Linked DNA regions of Sus scrofa: region 2 is linked to region 1. The links are chromatin contacts, called in public HiChIP or PLAC-seq maps. All regions are on one chromosome and are shown on one strand. Each heading gives the region's core, a stretch centred on a gene start, on an enhancer-like site or on the middle of the called end of the contact. The rest is flanking DNA. Distances are from core to core; before and after follow the strand shown.

Region 1 (6,394 bases), core at 1,435-3,934:
AGAAAATGGTTTGAGAATAAGCTCTTATACTCATTTGAAGTCAATAAAATGATCCAGAATAAACCAGAAGACCATGGCAGGTAGTAGCTGTGTTAATGATGAAACATGCTATTTACTGGTTTAATTTCAGCAATCGCAAGAATCTCTTTGTAAGGAAGGTGAAAGATGAGAAGTTTATGTGTATTACTTCTAGACTGCACTACTTCCTGGAAAAACACGACCGACCAATTAGAATTTTGGTATCATCGTTACCTTTTCCTTCACGTCCGCGTCATGGTGATAAACTAACGCTCTCATTTTCTGGGCACATTCGTCTCCATATAACAGGTAAAACAGAGAACCTTCAGGGAAAGCTGGCTGAAGAGCTAAACGACCTTCCTTTTTGAGGCAGTTATCTATATTCTGAAACAGTGTGAGAACTCGAACAAGAATTTCCTTTGCTACGTGGCCATCGAAAAGGGAAAGGAATGATGAATCCACCTGAAATAGGAAACAAGAAGAAGTTAAAATATACGAAAACATTTTCCATGTATATTTTCACGTTTTATTTTTTTGCTTTTTAGGCCTGCACCTGCAGCATATGGAAATTCCCAGGCCAGGGGTCGAATTGGAGCTGTAGCCGCTGGCCTACACCACAGCCACATGCAATCCGAGCTGTCTCTGTGACCTACACCACAGCTCACGGCAACGCCGGATCCTTAACCTGCTGAGGGAGGCCAAGGACTGAAGCAGCATCCTCATGGACACTAGTTGGGTTCATTACCGCTGAGCCACGATGGGAAGTTCGGTTTTCACATTTTAAAGCTCCCTGAATACACTGAAAAATCTTGTCATGGAAAAGTATCCCTAGGACTGCAAAACATGAATGTGTAAAATCTTCCACACCTCTACCTTGATTACTAATGGAAAGAGAGAGGTCTTGTGTTACAGCTAAAAAAATTCTATTCCCTTGGAATCCTAGAATGTAATCATTTGAAAAATACCCATTTCCTCTTTAAGATCCGTCATATACAGTCATCATGGACGCTCATTCATTCACCCAACACTAACTGCATACACAGTGCAGGGTACGGGGCCGAGCAGATGAGTGTGACAGGTCCTTTCTGAAATGGCACCACCTGCACTTCCTTCAAAACACTTACCATAGCTTTCAATTATCGCTCATTTCTTACATATTTTTGTCTCCTCCCGCTAGACTGTGAGCAAGATGATTTTTAAAAGTAAAATATGTCTATTACATAAAATGTAAGGAATTCACGTAGGCAAAAAGAACCCCCAAAAAACCCCACCCACCTTTAATATTGCTCCACAGATATAATCCCTGTTACTATTTTGGGATAAATCCTTTCCTTCCAGATCTGTCCACATCTATTTGTATAGACAAAATGAAAGCTCTCTACCTGGGCACCAAGGAGTCCATCTGTCATGGCTGGGTTTTCAGACAAATTCAACAGCAGTTTCAAAACTTGAACCTGAAATAAGAGTATCAGTTTGTCTCAGACCAGCAAGCATGGATTTTCTCTCCCTGGCATGCTGCCGCCAACCATGTCCACATTTTAAAGTTCTGCCTAGTTTTAAGATTAGACTCTCATTCTCTCCTCTCCACGAAGCCTTCTCAATCCATCTTAAAGCTGAGTCTTCCAGTTATATTGATAGGGAGAAAGGGAGAAAATAGTGAATTTCTTCACTACCCACCCCGGCCCACCCACATACCTAACACAGGGTAAGGTAAACATGTGTTACATAAATGCTCTTTGTTAGGATTACTAGTAAGTGAAATATCATCTTTGGAACAAAAAAGGAATCTCTCAAAGCTTAGTGTTTCTACTTAAAGTATGAAAATTTAGGGACAATTTCGTTATGAAGGCTAACAATATGGTTCTTTTTATTGGTTACTGTGATTCTTGGAGCTTATCTTTTTATGTGAAAAAAAACTTTCAATCATTTAAATAGGCAGTGGCATAAGTAATCAGCAGACATGTTAACTTATGGCTGACAAGCTAAAATATTAGCATTCTTACCACTTATAATTGAAAAGTCAGGAATACAAACATTTGAATAGAATTCTTCCTTTAAAAATACGAGTCATGTAAAACTATACTTTCTACAAAATATTTGAAATTACAGATGCTGAGGACCTGGGAGAGGAGACTGACATCCAGAGAAGGTGCCACACGTGTCCTTCACTAGACCTGGGAAGGAACCTGGATATTATCTTTAAAACTTTTTTTTTGGATTATAAAGGCATTGTGTTTACTATGGAACATTTTTTTTAAACTATAGGAAAGCACAGAGGAAAAGGATATTCACATTTCCACGAACAGAGACCATAATTACTAAGTTTGGTATTTGCTTGCTACTCCTTATACCTATATCCTATGTACTCACATTCCTTTGATCACACTCCACACACTAATTTGTTAAGGAGGAAGATACAAGGCTTTCCTTAATTTTACTGTTTTTATCAATTAAAAAAAAATCTTAGAAATTTAATATATGGCCATGATGCATTTCAAACAGTGCGGATGGGAACAAGGTAACAACATAGGCCTGCCCATCTCACTCCCCTGCAGAAACCACTGCAAACAGTTTCCTGCCCTTGCAGAGAGGAAATTTTGCAAGCACATGCTTTATTCATCATAGCCTTAAGGGGAAAGCGCAAAGATGACTTCTGACCCTGTAGTGAGCTTCCTGGGGGTCACTGTCGGACCTGGTCTGGCCTGACTGGCTCAGCAACACTGAGAATAAGTGTTAGGAAGAAACACTTGTCTCTTTTAAGTTTTGATTAGGAAAATGAGGAGAGTTATGACACAGGATGGTCCTGAGCCGATGAAATAAGCCTGGATGAAGTCAATAAAATCTAAAAAAGGCCTTTTTTTTTTTACAACCGGGAACAGTAACAGCAAGTTAGAATCCTGCACTAAAATTTCATGTTGCTATGCTCCACAGAAGGGAGTTAAACATGACAAAAAGTATACATAATGGTAGAGTATTTATGACTACAGATTAAACAGCTATGTGTGTATATACTGTTTTGAAACCACGAACAGATTTTTTTTTTCCCCTTCTGGTCACATATGCCACCTTGTGGTGACTCCAGGACATTTCTTTAAGCCATTAGTTTTTTTTTTTTTTTTTTTTTGCCTCTTGGCAGATGCAGCAAACACAACATTTCTTTATAGTCATCTTCCGCTCTTTATATTTAGTTACGGATCAGTGTTGAGCCTAAAAGATTATTATAGATCACTCATTAAAAACTATGTTGAAAATTCACGTCAGTAGTTATTTACTAAGACAATGTCTAAATCGGATACATCTTCCCACTTACAAATAGATTACTATCCAAAAGTTCATCTGCAAGTTGGAACTTTAAACTCATTTTTGTATGGAGAAACAATTGGTAGCTAGGTTCCCAGACAGACTGAAAAGGCAAATTTTTGATTCCAGAAATACCATGCTAGGCAATGTCATGGAAAAACAAAACAAAGCAAAAATGGAACATACTATTGTGGTCTGAGTCACTTTTTAAGAAGCCATAAAGTATATGAAAACACAGACCATGTCTGGGACAGATCTATGAAGCCCCGAGACAGACGGGCCTGGCTCTGAACACAGTGTTCCTCTGAGGTTTTGGGCAGAGCAGCTGCAGGGAGAAGCACAGGAGAGATTTCTCCTCCAGCGGCAATGCTATGGGGGTAGATAGAGCAAGGGGAGTTTCCATGGGGCTCAGGGGCTGGATGTTACCTTGCTCCCTGGAGAGAAGGGTGTTGACAGGTGTGTGTGCATTCTGGAGATTAGGTATGGATGGAGCAATATTGCTAGAGTATTGCCAGTGTTATTACATCGAATCGTGAGTGCGTCCGGGTACATCATGGACCACATCCAAATAAGTCTGGCGACTGGAAATGGGGAAAGCCCACATAAAAACGTCTCAGAACAAATGTCACCAGGACCATAGCGCGGCTCTCTGATAATCACCGTGTCATAACCTCGGGAGTAACTCTCTGTGAAGCTGAGTATCTGGAGTTTGGCTTCACATCTGGTCCTTCTTTTCAACTGTGCCAGAGAACACAGACCAATACAGTAAAACACTGATGAACAATCGACTCAACTAACAGAATCTTTGACTACCTTCTGTTCTTATGCTGTTTCTTAAAAAATGGCACTTGCTAAGAGTGCACACTAATATGAAGGGTTTACTTGAGGAATTTTCACAGGGCGTCCTCGTTAATTCAGCTTCATCTCTGTTGCCTCCTCCATCTACCTAACAGGTCAACGTGGAGCACTGAGACATGCGTTACTAAAACTTCAACGTCTGAGTTTTAGAAAGATTTTTCAACAGCTAACGGCTGAATAAAAAGAAAAGTTTAATACTGAGGTAAACAAAAAACTCAATTACCTAGCACTGTTCACTCAAAGATTCCTTTCAATCACAATGGTCCTGCATCTTGTGCAGGGGTCGGGGTGGGGAAGGGAGCTACTTCAGTAAAACATAAACTGATTTTCAGAAAACCAAGTGAATACCCATCTATTGATAAGTGAAAGAGGTCATTTTCAAAATTCTGAAATTTAATATTGGGGATAAAAATAATATACTTTTTAGGCCCATATTAGGATTTTTTCTCTTTTTTGAGGGGACATCAACTTAAGATGGGTGATCTGTAAACTCAATTCCAATCTTTTTAATTAATTAATTTATTTTTTTGTCTGCGCCCTCATCATGTGGCAGTTTCTGGGCCAGGGATGGAACCTGTGCCACAGCAGCGACCTAAGCTGCTGCAGTGACAACATCGGATCCTTAACCCGAGAGGCCACAGAACTCAATTCCAAGCTTAATGAGCTGGATGCAACACCTCTGTGCAGCTCGGGTAATAACCATTTCCTTCATACCTTGGTGCTTCCATTTCCCGTGAGCAACACGTGGAACAGGTCTGCAATGTAGGTGCTCAGCATGTGCTGGTGGTCATTGGTAACTGTCATGTTTGTCAACAGCCTCAGTCCAGCCAGCTGCACGGCCGAGTTCAGGGGACCAGACAAGACGTCCTCGCAGACTTGATTAACGTACACCTAAAGGCGGGGGGGAAAAGCGAGTGTCTTTATTTATTTATTTATTTATTTTTAAGTGAGTGCCTTAGAATCTCCCCAATTTTTCCACTGAACCGTAACTTTTCTGCACAGGGGAGCAGGGTGACTGTTTAGGCTGAGATCGGCTCCTCAGCAAAGACGGCAGCCCTCAAACTTGGGTGACTTTATTTTTAAGCTTAAGGTCCCTTGTTAATGGCAGGCCCTGTGCTGAGAATTTTGCAGATGAACCTCACTTTGTCCCTAAGCCAACTCTAATGGGGCTGTATTGTTAGGACCATTTTACAGACAGCGGCTTTAAACTCTTCAAGGAGCTTGGATCCCCTGTCCAGTGTAACTAGCTGGTGGAGCCATGTCCAACCCCAGAGAGCACCTCTCGACACCACTGGGGGGCCATCTCACTTGCTGGCGGCTCCCAACTGAGCCTCCCCTTCTGTGTCTGGGCACGCCAGGAGGAGGTGGAAGCCCAAAGACCTGAGGGGCCGTTGGTACCATGGTAAGTTCCTGGACAGTGGGATCCAGGGGCTACATCCTGTTACAAGTAAACAATGGAGGGAGGGGGGAAGGCAAAGTGAAAGAGAGCTTTTCTTTACAGTTCTTTCTTTCAAAAGTACGCAGAGGCCAAACTCTCTTTGGCCCAAGGTGCCTCTTCATCGAGGTTTCTGTACACGACCTTCTCCTTCATGATACTGTAATCCACCACTGGCGAAGAGTAAGGCCAGTCGTGTTCCTATTTCACACGTGATAGATCAAAAGTAAACCCAGGATGATGGAAAGTTCTCTAAAACTATACTGTCTGGCTGTGATCTTTCTGGCTTGAAAAATGATGTCTCTCAAGTAATTGGTATTCACCTAAGTCTGAACACCACTGAAAGTTCTAACTGGTAAGAAAAATTCCCTAATATAAAATGCCAAGGAATTTTCAAATTGTCCTATAAGCCAGTACTACCTTTAGAAAATATCCAAATGTACCTATGTTACTACAGAAATGAAAATGATGGCAATAAAGCAAAGAGATTAAATTTTTAATCTGATTTCAAGATTCAAATGATAATTACAGATCAATCTGGCTCTCCTGGGTCACAATTTCATCTATCCTTCCAAAAATGCCATTTGCAGAGTTCCCATTGTGGCTCAGTGGGTTAAGAACCTGACTAGCGGAGTTCCCGTTGTGGCACAGTGGGAACAAATCTGACTAGTATCCATGAAGATGTGGGTTTGGTCCCTGGCCTCGCTCAGTGGGTTAAGGATCCAGTGTTGTGAGCTGTGGTGTAGGTTGCAGATGCGGATTGGATCTGGCGTTGCTGTGGGC
Region 2 (6,394 bases), core at 1,454-3,953, 150 kb before region 1:
CCCCACGTCTAGAGCCCCTACGGAGCCTAGCTGCTGGTGCTGTATTAAACACCTCTCTTCCCTTCTACGTTTGCTCAAGCTTTGTTAAGTGTCCCAACTCAGACATTGCCCCTCGTATTCAAATGAAAAGACCATTTCATATGCTGGTGTTAAGACTTGTATAGACAGGCTTTTAAAGGCAAATCAATGAAGCGAAACTTCACCTATGTAAATTAGCTGTCTTCAATTTTTAAAAAGCGAAACTTGTCTTTTCTAGGTTCTTAGATTAATAGCCTAAAACAATCATAGAATTGTAAACCTAAAGAGTTTCTGGTTTCAGTGATTTCACTGATTACCATAGCCATGGATACTGATGCTTGTTGTATGTGATTTTGGACGTATCTCATGGCACATGTTCGCGTTTTCAGAAGTGTCTGTGTAATCTCACAAGTAAAGGGAAAGGCTTAAAGTGCAATGTTCTTAAAAGCCACACCTGCGCTACACAGGTAGTGCTTATTTAATCGTGTTTGAATCCTCTCCTGTGTTTGGTAGGAAAAAAAAAATCCTAATTTCCCCACCTAATTAAAACATGGAAAGTCAGCTGTTTTTAGAAAATTGTGGCAATTTAGGTACAAGGAAAAACTTATTATCTGAGTTAATTCCAGACAGTAAAGCTTTTTGCTTTCATTTGAATTATGAAATTAAAATTAATGGAGTTCCCTCGTTGCGCAGCGGAAATGAATCCAACTAGGAATCATGAGGTTACGGGTTCAACCCCTGCCCTGGCTCAGTGGGTTAAGGATCCCGCGTTGCCGTGAGCTGTGGTGTAGGTCGCAGAAGTGGCTCGGATCCCGTGTTGCTGTGACTGTAGTGTACGCCATCGGCTACAGCTCCGATTAGACCCCTAGCCTGGGGAACCTCCGTAAGCCGCGGTGCGGCCCTGAAAAGACAAATTAAAAAAAAAAAAAAAAAGACGACGACGATGTTCACTTTTTTCCTGACCCAAACTACCTGTTTTGAATTGTTAATGTACAGCCGTATAGTGCCTTACCCCCACTTCCCAGGAATAGAGGCTTACTTTAAGAGTTTGTGATTTTCCAAGTGCTTTTGTGGTCTGTTGTTCAGTCTTCCAAGGAACCAGTGAAGATAGGTATTGTTCCCATTTTACACTTGAAGGTGTCACTGACTCATTTCACGTAGCTGCTGATTGTCAGACCTGCTCTGAAATCCAGAGCTGTTCTACAGTAGCACAGCTTCGTTTGTAAATTCCCTTTTAGCTACTTGAAAATTGTTTTTCAGAAAAAAATAAATGTTCCATCTTAAAATATTTGAAAGAGATCTAAACTCAGGTTTTAATAATTAAGACATTTTGAGTTGTTTTTAGATTTTTTGATGAGTCTAGCTCTTTACAACAGTTTATAATTATTTACTGCTTAATTATAATTATTAATCTTAAAGGAAAGCATTTGCAACTCTTCCTGTTCCTCATCTTTGTCTCATATTCCCAGAAAAGTATTGATTTATTGTTGACACTGCTGAATGTCTTGTTTGTCAGATAACTGGAAGAGGTTGATTGACTTTCTGTAAATACTAGGAAATGGTCATTGCTAACCCTCATGTTAACTGTATTCCTGCAGTTACTTTCAGTTGATAGTTTTAAAATTAAAGTGTGATGCTACCACTGTTTTGATTTTATTTATTGCCTTGGAACAGATTTATTCCATGCAATACATTGAAGCCTCTCTTAACGCTTTCAATCACAGCCTCAACATTCTGTCAAGTTGAACCTGTGGGAAGATGGTTTGAAGCTTTTGTTAAGAGGAGAAACAGAAATGCTTCTGCCTCTTTTCAGGAACTGGAGGATAAGAAAGAGTTATCAGAGGAATCAGAAGATGAAGAATTGCAGTTAGAAGAGTTCCCCATGCTGAAAACACTTGACCCCAAAGACTGGAAGGTATTTAATATCTAAACCTTGTTCACGCAGATGCTTTGTAAGACATAGGCAATTTCTCTATTTTCCATCATTAAATCATGTTTTAGGATGCTCCAACAAAATAATCATCGAGCACCTGTTTATTGTTAAGCCCTGAGTGGGATGGCATTAGCCTTAGGTTGCTGTCTCTGCTGGAGAAATCCAGAAAGGCTTCACAGAAAAGATAATGTTTGAGTGGTCTTAAATGGGTGAATGGCAGTTGATGAAGCAGAGAAGGGAGAAAAGATGTTCTGGGCAGAAAGATTAGATACGCAGCAACACAAAGGAATAAAGCACACATGCTGCCTCTTGGGGATTATGAAGGGTAGAGTGGCACACTTGAGGGGGTGGTGGTGAGAAATTAGCCTGACACAGAGTCTGGACGGAACTCTATAATGTCCTTGTTATGTCACACGAAGGAAGAAGTTCTTATTTTTGAGGCAGTAAGACACCTTTGAAAGTTTCTAAGCTACTTTTAGAAAAGTAATTCTCCTGGCAGTACAGAAACTTGCTTGAAAAGGGAGGGCAGGTGGAGAGGAAAGGAACAGTTTGCTGTTACGGGGCCAGAGCAGTAATCCAAGCCTGTGAATGAATGCTTGATGCTTGAACTAAATTTGTAGACTGGTTTTGAGGAAGAGGGGACAGAGTCCCTTTTTTTGCTAGATAGATGTGACAGGTCTTGGTGACCTTGGCTGCGCCACCCAGGCGTAGGGGATGTGTTTGGAAACCGTCTGATCATCCCAGCCTGAGTCACCTGCTAGACTGAGGTCACCAACACAGGGTGGCAGGAAGAGGAAGTTTGTGGGGAGCGCAGTCTTGTGTTAAGGTTTAATTCTGTCAGAATTGAGGTTCTGGTAACAGCAGTGAAGTCTGTCTAGTGGATGGTTAGAAGTTGGTCTGTGTCTCTGAAAAGAGGTTAGAGCCAAAAACTTGTATAAGTCATTGGCCCATAGATGGCTGTGGGAACTGAATGATGTCAGCCAAGAGAAGAATAGAGACGATTAGGTATAACATTTAACTAGGCATGACCATTATACTTAAGCATTTGTGCCATGGAATTAGGGTGCCTGAATTCAAATCTGGTTTTGCCCAGTTAATGTGCTGGGACCTTGAGAAAGTTACTAGATCTCTCTGTACCTCATTTCCTTTACTGGTACAGTGAGATTGCTAACAGCTCAAAGGATTATAGTGAGGATTAATGAAATTATACATACAAAGCCTTTCACTTAGTGCTTGGGCACATGGCAAATGGTAAACAAAGAGTAGATAATAATTCCTATCTCATAGGTGTTGTGAGGGTTAAAAGAGGAATGGTGTGCATGTAAAACACCTAGAAGAATAAATAAGTGCTCAGAGAGTGTTAGCCGATTCTCCTCCTATGAGCAGTTTTAAAAGAAAAGAATTAAGCATTAAGGAGCATGGTTATCTAGGGGATGGGCAGAGGAGGGAAAACAGCAAGGGATACTAACAGGGGTCGAAGAAGTGGAGAGAAAGCAAAGAAAAACACACGTGTTAGTTCAGCGCAGGTTTATTGAACATCAGGTACTATACTCTTCCAGAAGCTAAGGGAGGAGGAGGAAGTCTCAAGAATGGAAAAACAGTCACCAGTGTCAGTGCTTTGGAGAGAGGTCAGTCACGTAACGTAAATAATGATAAAAAGCCGCTGGGTTTGGCAAATGAAGTGTAGGGACTACCTTGAAAGCAGATCTAGTACAGCGGTTGGGATGGCAAGAGATTGCAGTGGGGAGGTAGCGATCTTAGTATAAAATACTCTTTCAAAGCTAGGTCGTAGAGAAAATGAGAGAAAATAGTAACTTGAGGGAAAGGCACGGTCGGGAATGTTGAGACTACAGGAGAGAAAAGCAAAGAAGAGTGGAGAAGGTTTTTGGCATAGAAAGGAGCAGATGGCATTGGAACAAGGCTCCAGGGTTCATACATTCATTCATTTAACTGTTTAATTCAACAAATTTGGATCAAACACCTGCAAAGGGTGTGTCACACACTGGGTGTCGCTGAACAAGACCGTACGGTGCTCCCACAGAGCATATGCCAGTGAGGAGACAGGAAACAACCAGGAACACGGCACTAAGTGGAAGGCAAAGAAGTAGAACAGGGTGATGGGTCAAGTTGAGTGGATGCTTCAGGTGGAGTAGACAGGGGAACCTGTGCAGTTGACATTTTAGATGAACCTGAATGATATGCAGGTATCAGGGGCAGTGATGTTCCAGACAGAGTCGATGCAGGGGCAGAAGTTTAGAATGTGCCAGGAACTGACAGAAGGCAAGTGGCTGGAACACAGTGAATGGGGGAGGGGGGAGGAAGAGAAGTCAGTGGAAGCCGCTAGAGAGTTTGAAGCACTGACAATATTTCAGTACTTTGGGGGAACCAAAAAAAGAAGCAGAGAAGGGGAGGGAAGGTTGTCCCCTTTTAAATAAGGTGATGACATTTAAGCCGAGACTGAAGGATGAGCGATGGCAGCCACGTGAAGAGTGGGGGAAGAATGTGCCTGGCTGAGGCAGCATGAGGACCCGGGAGCAAGAGCTCTGCATCTTCCCTGAGCTGAAAAGCTGTCTGGTATTTGGAAAGAGGGGAAGAAGGTGGAGGGTGACAGGCCAGGAAGTTTGAGAGACAGGGGTGCTCTGCATCTGGAGCTCAGAGGTCCAAGCTAGAGTGAGCTGGGGAGTCGTGAGCATTTACAGGACACTTACCATCTTCTAGTCCTGGCATTGCATCAGATCACCTTGGACCAAAGTATTAGAGAGAGGCAGAGAGAAACCCCAGGACTGAGCTTTGTAAAGGGCATTGAGAAGCTGGTCACATGGCTGGAAAAAGCTACTGGAAGGTGGGAGGAGAACAGTGGGTTCAGTGAAACTAAAGGAAGATAATGTTTCCCAAAAAAGGAGTCAGCTGTGCTGCCACTGGGCGTTGAAGCCAAGCGAAGGCAGCTGGATGATCTTGGATTTGGCTGCTGGAAGTTGTTCCTAAAGCGATCAGTTTCATAGCACCTGGGGTGGGAATCGGCAGAGCAGAACCACTTTGGTGTGTTTCAAAAACTGAATGCTAGAGGGGGTAAAAAAATATGTGGACAGTTTTTTCAAGAAGTTTAAGTTTGATGAGCAGCAAAGAAATGGAAAAGGGGTCATGGAAGGGTCCTAAAGATAAAAGATAACAGCATCTTTTTATGCTGATGAAAATAATCCAGTTGAAATTTAGGAGACAACTGACAGATGCTGGCATTGCAGAGATAGAGAGCAGATGGCATTCAGAACCAAGAGAGGGATGGAAAAATCTCAGTAGGACAGGTTTGGTCCGTGGTGAGGGGAAGGAAAAAGATGCATGGGTGCAGGTGAAGCGGCAGAAAGATGCTGGGATTTGAGTACGATAATTTACATTTTTTTTCATTAAGCTGGAGACAGGGCTGTTGATGAGAAGATAGAGAAGGGTCTGTGAGGTTTGAGGAAAGACTAGAGGGCAGAGGTATGTAATAATAATAATCTTAGGAAGTGGAAAAGCAAACCAGCTGGAACAAAGTGGGATTGCCAGGGGCCCATCCATATGGAGTTTGCCATCCTGAATTTAAAAGAAAACCTAGTACCCCTATTTGACCGTTTTCTCCCATGTTTTAGGCCCTCAACTCCCATTCCTCTCCACTCATTCTAAACATTACTAGATACACCCTGTTAGCTCCATAAGCTTCACTCAGGTGCTACCTCAGTGTCTGCAAGGATGTCAGCCAAAGCAGAAATGAAAGCTGTGCTTCCTATCCAGAGAAGCCTCACCCCCGGTTTCTCAAAATTTCCATCCACTCTTCCTTCTTTGTCCCACACAGCTCCTGTCCTGTCAATGCCACCAGCCCAACCTGCTGGGGCTACTGTAATGCTCTTCTCAGTTTTGAAATATTCCTGGCTGTACCTTGATTTAAGGATGGCCATAGGATATTAATACATATTAAGAGAAAAAAAAGAGTTCTTTAGCCAAGTAAGTTTGAAAAATGCTGGATTTTACATATTTCTGTCTACTTTTTCTTTTTTTTAATTGCAGGAGTTCTCAGAGCCTTTGTTTTGGCTTCTAGTTACAGAAATTATCAAGAAGCCTATATACAATGGTCCACATTTCCCAAACATCCATGACCTCAGAACCCATTTTATAGGGAACATCTCACTACTATTATGAGAGTTTCACTTCAGGAAATAGCTGTTTTAGGGTGCCAACACAAGGGATGGGATATATGGCTTCATTTCAAACCTGACTTCCTTTTGGACTTCCCGTTGTGGCTCAGTAGTTAACAAATCCGACTAGGAACCATGAGGTTTCGGGTTCGATCCCTGGCCTTGCTCAGTGGGTTAAGGATCTGGCGTTGTCATGAGCTGTGGTGTAGGTTGCAGAAGTGGCTCGGATCTCCTGTTGCTGTGACTGTGGTGTACATCAGCGGCTACAGCTCCG

What was found. HiChIP or PLAC-seq counts read pairs in DNA pulled down with a chosen protein or histone mark.
Region 2: a contact with region 1 is called in an H3K27ac HiChIP or PLAC-seq map of alveolar macrophages. The contact joins two enhancer-like sites. A contact is called at or near these places in 1 of 47 Hi-C or Micro-C datasets (embryonic fibroblasts) and 1 of 2 datasets of contacts at active chromatin or transcription factors (alveolar macrophages).

Annotation. Positions count from the first base shown.
Region 1 is chr9:103,203,566-103,209,959 of Sscrofa11.1, reverse strand. ARMC10 (armadillo repeat containing 10) reads right to left here. Exons shown (of 6, transcript NM_001244923.1): 4 at 4,891-5,067; 5 at 1,401-1,472; 6 at 1-480. The coding sequence ends at 229. Among named protein-coding and RNA genes, the nearest start is that of ARMC10, 27 kb to the right of the region's middle. Within about 2 kb of position 2,684, at least 17 of the 83 cell types and tissues checked have an H3K27ac peak or open chromatin away from gene starts, as enhancers often do. A contact at or near this core is called in alveolar macrophages, where this site is marked.
Region 2 is chr9:103,352,535-103,358,928 of Sscrofa11.1, reverse strand. It overlaps DNAJC2 (dnaJ homolog subfamily C member 2), which reads left to right. Exons shown (of 17, transcript XM_005667716.3): 2 at 1,743-1,933. The coding sequence starts at 1,901. Among named protein-coding and RNA genes, the nearest start is that of DNAJC2, 6.9 kb to the left of the region's middle. Within about 2 kb of position 2,703, at least 2 of the 83 cell types and tissues checked have an H3K27ac peak or open chromatin away from gene starts, as enhancers often do. A contact at or near this core is called in alveolar macrophages, where this site is marked.